Linked DNA regions of Ovis aries: region 2 is linked to region 1. A link is a contact called in public Hi-C data. All regions are on one chromosome and are shown on one strand. Each heading gives the region's core, a stretch centred on a gene start, on an enhancer-like site or on the middle of the called end of the contact. The rest is flanking DNA. Distances are from core to core; before and after follow the strand shown. Region 1 holds the start of HSPH1 (heat shock protein family H (Hsp110) member 1). Region 2 has its middle 8.6 kb from the start of TRNAW-CCA.

The links. A called contact is a pair of places that touch in the nucleus more often than the background predicts.
Region 2: a Hi-C map of hypothalamus shows a contact between it and region 1, with 2.4 times the contacts expected there. The contact joins the enhancer-like site here to the promoter of HSPH1 in region 1. A contact is called at or near these places in 2 of 16 Hi-C or Micro-C datasets (hypothalamus and skin fibroblasts).

What each region holds. Positions count from the first base shown.
Region 1 is chr10:30,083,911-30,088,758 of ARS-UI_Ramb_v3.0, forward strand. HSPH1 (heat shock protein family H (Hsp110) member 1) reads left to right here and starts at 2,994. Exons shown (of 17, transcript XM_015098142.4): 1 at 2,994-3,402. The coding sequence starts at 3,296. It overlaps LOC132657253 (a long non-coding RNA gene), which reads right to left and starts at 3,958. Exons shown (of 2, transcript XR_009595124.1): 1 at 3,846-3,958.
Region 2 is chr10:30,192,871-30,197,718 of ARS-UI_Ramb_v3.0, forward strand. No RefSeq gene overlaps it. Among named protein-coding and RNA genes, the nearest start is that of TRNAW-CCA, 8.6 kb to the left of the region's middle. Within about 2 kb of position 3,006, at least 13 of the 54 cell types and tissues checked have an H3K27ac peak or open chromatin away from gene starts, as enhancers often do. A contact at or near this core is called in hypothalamus, where this site is marked.

The DNA.
Region 1 (4,848 bases), core at 1,744-4,243:
AATAAATGAAAATAAATAAAATACAGTGAGGTAATAAAAATGATAAGGGTTTCAAGCATGTCATAAATGCATCATTAGATAATACATATGATGGTTCATATGGCCCCTACTCATTCACCTGTTCCAATAAATAAATAAGTGGACTGATTAAATACAAGAGGGCTATACAAATGTACAACTCGGCATCAACAACAGTATGAGTTGAGCTCAAAGTTCTGGCACTTGCTTTTCTTGAATAGTATTACTACTACATGGAGAAGGCAACGGCAAGCCACTAGAGTACTCTTGCCTAGGAAATCCCATGGACGCATGAGCCTGGTAGGCTGCAGTCTATGGGGTTGCTACCAGTAGGAGACGACTGAACGACTTGACTTTCACTTTTCACTTTCACACATGGGAGAAGGAAATGGCAACCCACCCCAGTGTTCTTGCCTGGAGAATCCCAGGGAAGGGGGCGCCGTCTATGGGGTTGCACAGAGTCGGACACAACTGAAGCGACTTAGCAGCAGGAGCATTACTACTACAACAACTTTCTGAATATCTGAGCTTCCCTGGTGGCTCAATGGTAAAGAATCCATCCGCCAATGCAGAAGAAAAGGATTGGGAAGATCCTCTGGAGAAGGAAAAGACAGCCCACTCCAATATTCTTACCTGGGAAACCCCATGGACAGAGGAGCCTGGCAGGCTACAAAATTGTTAGATAAGAGGTAGGGACTAAGCAACAACAACTGAGTATCTACTACCAAACTAGATGCTTTATTCATATCTAACCCTTCCAAACTCCCAAAACGATAGGTATATGTCCACTTTACCCATATTGAAACTGAAGCCCAAGGGAGAATATGAAGAATATTAAATAGTAAAATATTAAAATCAAGCAATAATGACCTATGTTTAGTGCTTTACACGTCCTTTCAATCATTACACATACCCTGTGGAGCGGGGAACAGGAAGGCTTAGTAATTATCTCAAAGTCACAGAGCTGGCAAATTATTGAGAAATATATATGGCCAGGATTCATGCCCATAAAATCTACTTTCAGGAGGCCTAGTGGTCTTATAAGCTGTATTATAAAACATATCAGTATTGCCCCAGGATTTGAACCTGATCCAAATTCTTCTGGCTCCAGAGACCTAGAACTGTTCCTTTCTCCTTTCTGCACAACAGTTTCCTCATATAAATGTGGGAAGCAGACCAAAAAAAAAAAAAAAAATCTCAAAGTTCTATTTCTGTTCAAAAGTGCTATGATTCCAGGGAAAAAAATTTTTTTGGGGGGGGCCAGGACATATGGCAAGAGGGATCTTAGTTCTCTGATCAGGGATAGAACCCGCGCCCCCTGCAGTGGAAGAGGGAAGTCTTTTAACTATTGGACAGCCAAGAAAGGCCCCATGGATTTCAATACAAGGTTTTGCTATGCAGAAAAAAAAAAAAAAAAAAGCGGGCGGAAGGGGAGGCAAAACAAAAAAATAACAAAAAATAAATATAGCTAACTATACTTTCAAATTTATGAATACAGTCACCTTTACTAAACTCTTCCAACCTTCAAGGTGAGTTAACTGAAGCATGTAACATTATCTAGCTTGTTTGAGCCAACGGGTACACTTGACTTTATTTGTAAGGTAAACCTGGCCTTCTAGTCTTGTCTCTAGAGGACAGACAGACTGTTAATGCTTTTTTTTTTTTTAATTAGAGGATAATTGCTTTACAACGTTGCATTGGTTTCTGCCAAACAAGAAGGTGAATAGGTGTAAGATTACATATATCCTCCCCCCTGCCCTAGACTGCCTTACTCTTAATTTTTCTAACTTTAGGTCTAAATTTCTACCTATTTCATATATCTATGTATCTAAGAGTCGGCAAAGAGCAAACTTATAAAGACACTGAAGGGTATAAAAGATTCGATAATAGCAGCAAACTGCCACGCCGGCCCCCCCCCCCCATTTTTAATGCTCACCTTCTAATAAAAAATAAGTAATAGGGATATAGCTTTGCAGGGAAAGAAACAAAAGCTGTTTCAGACCAAGTGAAAAGCAAAACTTATCATTTTGGCTTGGGAGTGGCAGGGCAGAATAATGTCTGTTCAAGTCAGATGGAGCAAAATTAAGCAGAAAGTGGTACCACAGATAGCTTTCCAAATTACGCCACACCTAAAATTCGCTTACAAAAAGTAAAACGAAAACGCTAACATTTATTCCACAAAAGAATATCCTGCCGCTGATGAATACAAGAGCATTTAACACAAATTCTAGGATTGTTACTAGAAGTTGAAACGGAAATTCCTTCTTCTAATTCATAATTCACCAGCTGTGGAGTAATCAAGACAATAATAGAAGCGGATACCGAACAAGCACGCAAACAAAACAACGCTGTAACTGGAGAAAGCGCGCAAGAGCAGCAGAGAAACACGGCCTCTCCCGAGAGCCTCCCAAGACAAAGCCGGCTCCCAGCACGCACCGCAGCCAGGACTACACATCCCACCATGCAAGGAGACACTGACTCCCAGCTGGACTACGGTTCCCGACATGCTCTGTGACAGCGGGCCAGCCTCCCCAGCGTACGGGGGTCTCGGGTCTCCGCAGAAGTGGGGCGGGGGGTGTGTCTCCGGCACCTGAGCCTCTTCTCCCAATCTAAGGGTCAGACACCATCGCCCACTAGTACATTACGAAGATTACGACTTTTTCGAGTCATTCTTCGTTGCCCATTTTATTAGGACGGCAAAGAGCCGGCGAGGGCGGGCGGGGGCGTAGGCGGGTCAGCCTGGCCAGCTTGAGCCAATAGCGCAGGAGTGGCTTTCTGGCTGCCATGGCAACGGCGGCCTTCCCCAGGGGGACCAGCCACTCATTGGGTAGAATCTTTCGAGAAGGCTCGAGAAGAAGGAAGCGGAAGTAGCACGTGGAGGGGCCGGTGGAGGCGCCGGTGAGTAAATGCCGCAGATTCTGGAAAGTTCCGATCAGTGCGATACATAAGGCTGAGGCTCTGGGACCTCCCCTTCTGGGTCGGTAGTTCAGCGGCGCGCCGGTGAGCAAGCGGCGGAAGATCCGGGCCGGCAGCCCGCGCTGCGGAGCCACTCGCGGACACCGAGCGCCGCCTTCTCCCGTGGCTACTGCTCTGCGAACCACCACTGTCCCCGGGAAGCCGGAGGCGCCAGACCGGCAGACTGTCCGTGTGTCCGTCCGTCCGCGTGACAGGAGCGGACCCCACGGGAGCCGAGCGCGACCGGGGCAGGAAGCGCGGCTAGAAGGACGCAGACCCAGACTCATACCGAGCCGAGGCGGAGGTGGACCAAGAGCCGGCCATGTCGGTGGTGGGGCTGGACGTGGGCTCGCAGAGCTGCTATATCGCGGTGGCCCGGGCAGGGGGCATCGAGACCATCGCCAACGAGTTCAGCGACCGGTGCACCCCGTAAGTGGGAGCCTGGTGGCGGGGGACAGCCGGCGGGGGCTAGGGATCCTGGGGAACCCAGGCTTGCGGCTGGCCGCGGAACGCCGGCGGCGAACGGAGCGCGGTGTTGGGAGAGGTGCCCCCCTCCATGGGGATCGGGATGCGGGCTGCCTGGCCGCTGGGTAGGGGAGGGCGCCTGCAGCCGCATATCGGAGAGGGGGTGTCTCTGGGATTCGCGGAGGCCAAAGGAAGCCCGAGAATCTAGTCTCCCCGGGGTGGTCATGTCGGGCGGGCTTCCTCCTGGGAGCCCGTCGGGGGCCAAGCCGGAGACTTGGCTCCCTTTTCTTGGCGAGAAGTCTCTGCCAGCTCCTTCCGCGGCCGCCCCCGTTTCCCCACCCGGCTTCTCGGAGCTGGCTGAGCCGCCCCCAGCTCGTCCCCCTCTTTCCTAGCCTGTCTTTGCTCACCGCAGAGCTGGGGCTGCCGAGCCTTTTCTTCCGCATTGTGAATCTCGAAATGAGCTGGAAGCTTCCAGAGCCTGTATGCTGCTGCTTGTGCTGTGAGCCAGTGGATTGTTGTTAGCGACCACAGACTCACTGCTAAGATAGATGAGTGTATCTTCTTACTCACGCTTGGATCATTCGTGAAAGATGTAAAAGACCTTTTTGCTCGTTTTATGAAAGCCATTATAGAGGAATTGTGTTCTAGTTTTTTTTTTTTTAATTTTGCACAGCTTAAATAAGGAGAGAAAATAAAAATTGCACACTTGCACCCTAGAATTGGATGTTGTCAATGGATTAAACAGTATATTCTGCAGTGGCATGGGGTGGGCAAAGGGTAACGTTTTAAAAAGCAACTTTTTTTGGAGAGGGTCTTAATTTTTGAATATAATGTTTATGGAATGAAGCATTGAGCCCAGAGGTGAAATGACTGGGCTTCTATCAATATTTGAATGCAGATGAACATTTAGAAAAGTGAATGGAAATGAGAAAGTACCCAAACAGAGACAGTGTCAGTACCAGTGGGAAGACATTCCCTAAGCATCTCATGCATCAACCTTTTTATAAATCTACAGTCTTTTCTTTAGCTGTGCCAACGTCTCTAATTGGGGTATAGTAAGGAAAAAGACAGAATCTCAGGTTTTCTTGCCTAGGGACAGTTTATATCTTTGTTCTCTTTTGTCCAATAAAAGGAAGAAAAGCTATTGTAGGAAAAAATTGTATTTGTGGTTATAGAGATCACTGTGAAAGTAAAGATGACAGGTGTGTCTCAAAAAATACAAGCGGAGGGCCGTATTGGAGTTTAATGTTTTATATAATAGATGTTTGACTCAACTGTGTTGGCTACTATTAATTTGTTTGGTGTAATTAATTTTATTCTCCCCTTGGAAAATGAGTAAATTCGTCGGGCAGCTGTATGTTTACTTTGAGTTGGGGGTGACTGTTTTCGGAAGGTATTTTAAAGGTCCAG
Region 2 (4,848 bases), core at 1,756-4,255, 110 kb after region 1:
CTTCTCTAGGGGACCTTACTGACCCAGAGATGGAACCTGTGTCTCCTACATTGGCAGGCGAATTCTTTACCATCTGGGAAGCCCCATCAATATACAGCCTCTAAGAAAATACATTCAACTTACCTAAAATTTTTACTAAAAGCAAAATAATTGATTACAATAATTTGTGGCTTATCCTACGGTCATTGACCATCCTTAGGATCTTATTTGAGGTTTTAAAAAAAAAGTCTAATCTGAGGTACATCTAAGTTTCTTTCCCATTTTCCACTGTCCATTTTCACATTGACAACCAGAGACAAGGTCTCTGTAGCACCATACCTCAGACGTCTCCCGACTTTTCTCTAAATGATGATGTCCTTAACTAGTTTACTTTAGACCTGCAATCCAGTCCTTAGGGAAACCACTCGACTGTTTTTAAATGGCTTTGGCTTCTTTCCTGTTCCCCAAAGCAGTAACCTCCTCTCACGATAAACTGCACCCACTTGCTGGAAACTCAGCAACTTTGTTCTTCCCTTTCCCCACAGCCCCCCAGATGGCCACCAGCTGGCCTGAGCTATTTCTTGCATCCTAATCTCTTTATCCGTCCTCTTGGTTTTCTTTTTGATCCCCTTGTCTCTCCCCTCCTCCTGCTAGCAGCCACCACAATCTACTCCTCTGTGGAAGCGCCTATTTTTCTGAGAGAATTCGAGGATTTTTTTAGAGCATCACCTCTTTTTTCTTCTGCTTTTGTATTGTGCAGAGACCAGCTAAAGGGCTGTGTGGGAGGAAAGCCGTCTCTGGGAGCAGGACGACGTCTCCCGTGAGAAAGGGGTCAGGACAGACTGTCTCCTGAACGAGGCTCCTGGGGGACAGAGGGACCAGCAGGTCCCAGAAGTCACACCTGGGCCCGGGGGCGGTGCTGGCCACTCTTGAAGGGCACAGCAGGAAGTGTCCCCTCGCTGGCTTTCTCATGGGCACCATTTGACCTCATTTCAGGGGATTTCTGTCCCCTTCCCCAGCACCAGAGAGGGTCACACCATATTCTCAGTTGTTAACTTTTAAAGGACTGTTACTGATTTTTTAAGATGACAACTGGAGGACCGCTTGAAATGACAAACGGAAGACACGAAGCTGAGGTTCTGTGTCTTTGTGTTTGCAGGGCCTGTGAGCTTCCGCGTTCTTGGGTCTGGGGGAGTGTTTCTGTGAGGTGAGCCTGAGAGTGTGCCTGTGCAGGGAGAGGGTGGGCATGCTTGTGTGTCTAGGCTGTGCTTGTGTGTGTGTGGACAAGGCTGTGTGTGCGTGCGCTTCACGGCTGGATGTGTGGCTGCCCATGAGCAGGGGGTCTGGGCAGGCTGCCATGAGTGGTCTGGCCTCTGAGAGGTATTGGAGGTGACTGTGCTGGGCCTGTCGAGTGTAGAGGGCAGGGGGCTTTCTAGGGAATTCCTGAGTGTCTACTTGGGAGATTGTGGGATGAAATTAGAGACTGTGTGGGAAATCTGTGGAGGGCTGTTGACATGGGTTTGGGGGTATATTTTGGAGTGTTTGTGGAACATGTGTGGGTGTCTACGAAGCCTCTGTGTGGTGACAGCGGGAAACGTGTGGCAAAATGTGAGTGAGACTGCTGATATCTATAGACCATCTATGGCGTGAACATGAAGGTGTCTCTGAAGGTTTCGGGGGAGCTGTGGGGATGTGTCAGGGGTCCTCTAGAGTGTCTGTCTGTGGGACAGTGTTGGTGGAGGGCCTGCTGGTGTCTGGGGACCTCTGCAGATCTCTGCGTGCCTGCTCTCCGTCTGGATTCACCACACCTGAGAGTGTGACGGCCTCTAAATGTTCCACCGGGACTATTCTCACCTCCAAGCCCCTCTGTCCCCAGGGTCACTGTGACAGGCTGAACGGAGGTACTTTCTCAAGGTCCTCAGCCACCAGCAGTGGTAGCACAGTTGATCTAGAGTGACGTCTTCCTTGAGTGATTAAGGGTGTGGTCTGACCTTCCCCCTGAGATGAACCTGGGGTGTGGCCTCCTCCTTGTGAGAAGCCTAAGGCGGGACCTCAGTCAGATCAGCCTGGTGACTAACTTTCCTCGCTCTCCTTCTGGATATTCCTGAATGACCTCATTCAAACCTCAGAACCCCTTCTGAGAGGAGGGTACAGGCAGTGCCACCTGGGTTATGGATGAAGACACTGAGGCAGCCGTGGGGTCTGGCAGTGGCCAAGCCGCCGGGGGCACAGAGCTTGGGATGGTGTGTCTCACCACCCCACTCTCCTCTCTTGAAGCCAGATCTTGAGCTCCTGCCGGGTGGCAGGCGCTATCCTCTCTGAAGATTTTATATTTAGTTAAAATGTCCATCCTGACTTTTTTCCATGACTAGTTTGGGTTTCACTGCTCTGCCCTCTGAACCCAGCAGAATGATCTGATATATCCTCAGGAAACATTTCTTAACGAATGAATAAATGTCCCCACTTCGGAGGTCCCTTGTGGTATCCACGAGAGGGGAGCGTCAGAGAAGAGTAGACAATGAGTACAGTAGGGGGTGGGAAAGAGAAAATTAGAAAGAAGAAAAAGCAAAGCCAAACCCTAAGCTATCTTAAGAGCATTTTTCTGGGTTTATTCTCTTACCCCATGGCAACAGTTACATAAAGAGATTATGTCCTTGCTTCAAAAAAAAGTGTTATTCCCCTTCATTTAGAAATTAGACTTAAACATCAATATTTACCTTAATAGTTCACCGACAGAAGCCAAAAGCAGAATGCTCACACATCCCTGCAACACAGCTTAAAAAAGAGAAGAAAAATAAATTCCCTTCAGAAGTAAAAAGCCAACACATTCCATTTATTTCCCACACACTAAAAGCTTGTGGTTCTCTCAGCAGAAACAAGTGATCTTTTTCCACTTAAGAGGGAGTGGATAGTGTTCAGGCATCTCTATTTCTCCCCAAACAGATGGGCTTTCATATCCAGCAAGTGGAGCTGTGTAACCCTGAGTGAGGCATGAGCTTGGACAAGACTCCCCTGTGCAAATGCTCAGACTGGGGTCACAGGGAGCTCCCTCCCTATTGCGCCTGACAGTGCGCTTGGAGGACCTTGGTCACTGTTGGGGGTGGGGTGGGGGGGTTGTCATAGCGACCTGCACCGGCTGCAGCAACTGACACAGAGGAAAACACTGGAACACCACCCGGGCACGCAGAACAGCAGAACTTGCTGTCTTTCCTACGAAATCAACACTGGTAGTCTGTTGATAGCGTTCCGGTGTTCCACGACTAAATATCTCCTTGAACAAGCACCAGGCACTGCTCCAGCTAGGTGGCTCAGTGGTAAAGAACCCGCCTGCCAGTGTAGGAGACTCAGGAGACTCGGGTTTGATCCCTGGGTCGGGAAGATACCCTGGGGTAGGAAATGGCAACCCACTCCAGTATTCTTACCTGGAGAATCCCATGGACAGAGGAGCCTGTGGGCTACAGTCCATGGGGTAGCAAAGAGTCAGACATGACTGAGCATGCGTGGACACACACACTTCTCTACCTAGCTGCTTTGCATGCCTTATCCATTAAATATTCAACATGATCCTCTAGGGTAGGCGATTTTATTACTGCCATTTTACAGATGAGAAGACTGAGGCAGGAGGAGCTTGAATGGCATGCCCAGGGTAAGAGAAATCCCGAAAGGCATCAGCTCTGGACTTATTGCATTTCACGTGGCCTCTGAGCTTAGGTAGATCAGTGTCTGATCAGGCTATGGTCTTAGATCACAGTCTGTGCAGTTCACAGTAGCTAACATCATTTTCTTTCTCAGTCTGGATACAAAAAGAATCCCAGTGTCCTGTTCTTTCTCTTTTTTAACCTTAGTGTGACATACACCAAAAATTCTGTGTCATGTGTCTTCTGTAAGATTTTCCTAGCACAGAATCTATTAATGAGAATTGCATTACTGCCGCTGGGTTCTGTCACTTTCCCCTGCAGTTACAGTATGATTTAGAAACTCACTGTGTTTCAGGAAATCATGGTGTCCTCTTGCCCTCTCTCCATGTCTCTCCTCCTAGTTCCTGTGTCCCTGTCTTCCTCCATGTTCCCTCCTCAGAGTCCTGCAATCTGGCTTGCTTCCCTGTTCCTCTGCGGACCTTTTTCTCACTACAGGCTCCCTTCCTAACACAGCGAATGGAACTGTCACGGTCTCTTGCCTTCCCTGAGCTCCCTGGATGGGTGGCTACTAAGCGGCTCTTTCCTCCTGGACACCCCTCCTCCCCTGTTTGCTGCTGGTTACTAGGCCCTCTCAGCTCCTTGTGCTCCTAAGGTTGGGATCTTAGCCCTCTGCTCTTTTCTTCCCAAGTACTACCCCACGCCCTTCCTCTATCACTCTCTCATGCTCCAGGAGCATCCCAGCCGAGCTGTCCTCCTAAGCCAGTGGTGTGCACATCTGCCTCTCTACACCAAACCCTGAGCTGGGATCACAGTTTCCCACACGACCCTGAATGTGCAGGACGTCACGCTCTCCACATGTAAGAATCACACCGACAGCCGGAACACAGCTCCCCTTTGCCCCTTTTCTGTCAGGCTGTGTAGTTCCTGGAGCCTGTGAGTCTCTCGGTGCCCTGAGGACCTATGCTGGGAACTGGATAAAGTGAGAAGGACTGAGGAAGCCCAACACAGAAATCGTGCTCCATCAAAATGGTTTTCTTGCCATTTCCATCCCTCTCTCTCCCTCCTGGTGTTTACCTAGCCATCAAGTCTGTCTTGTGGGGAAGAGAGCACCAGCATTATTCCACCCCGTCCACCCTGGGGCCACCTCCACTTAACCCTTGTCTGTTGGGCCAAACAAAGCTTGGACCCTGTCTCCCCAGTCCTGACTCATCCAGTTAACCCCTGATTTCCT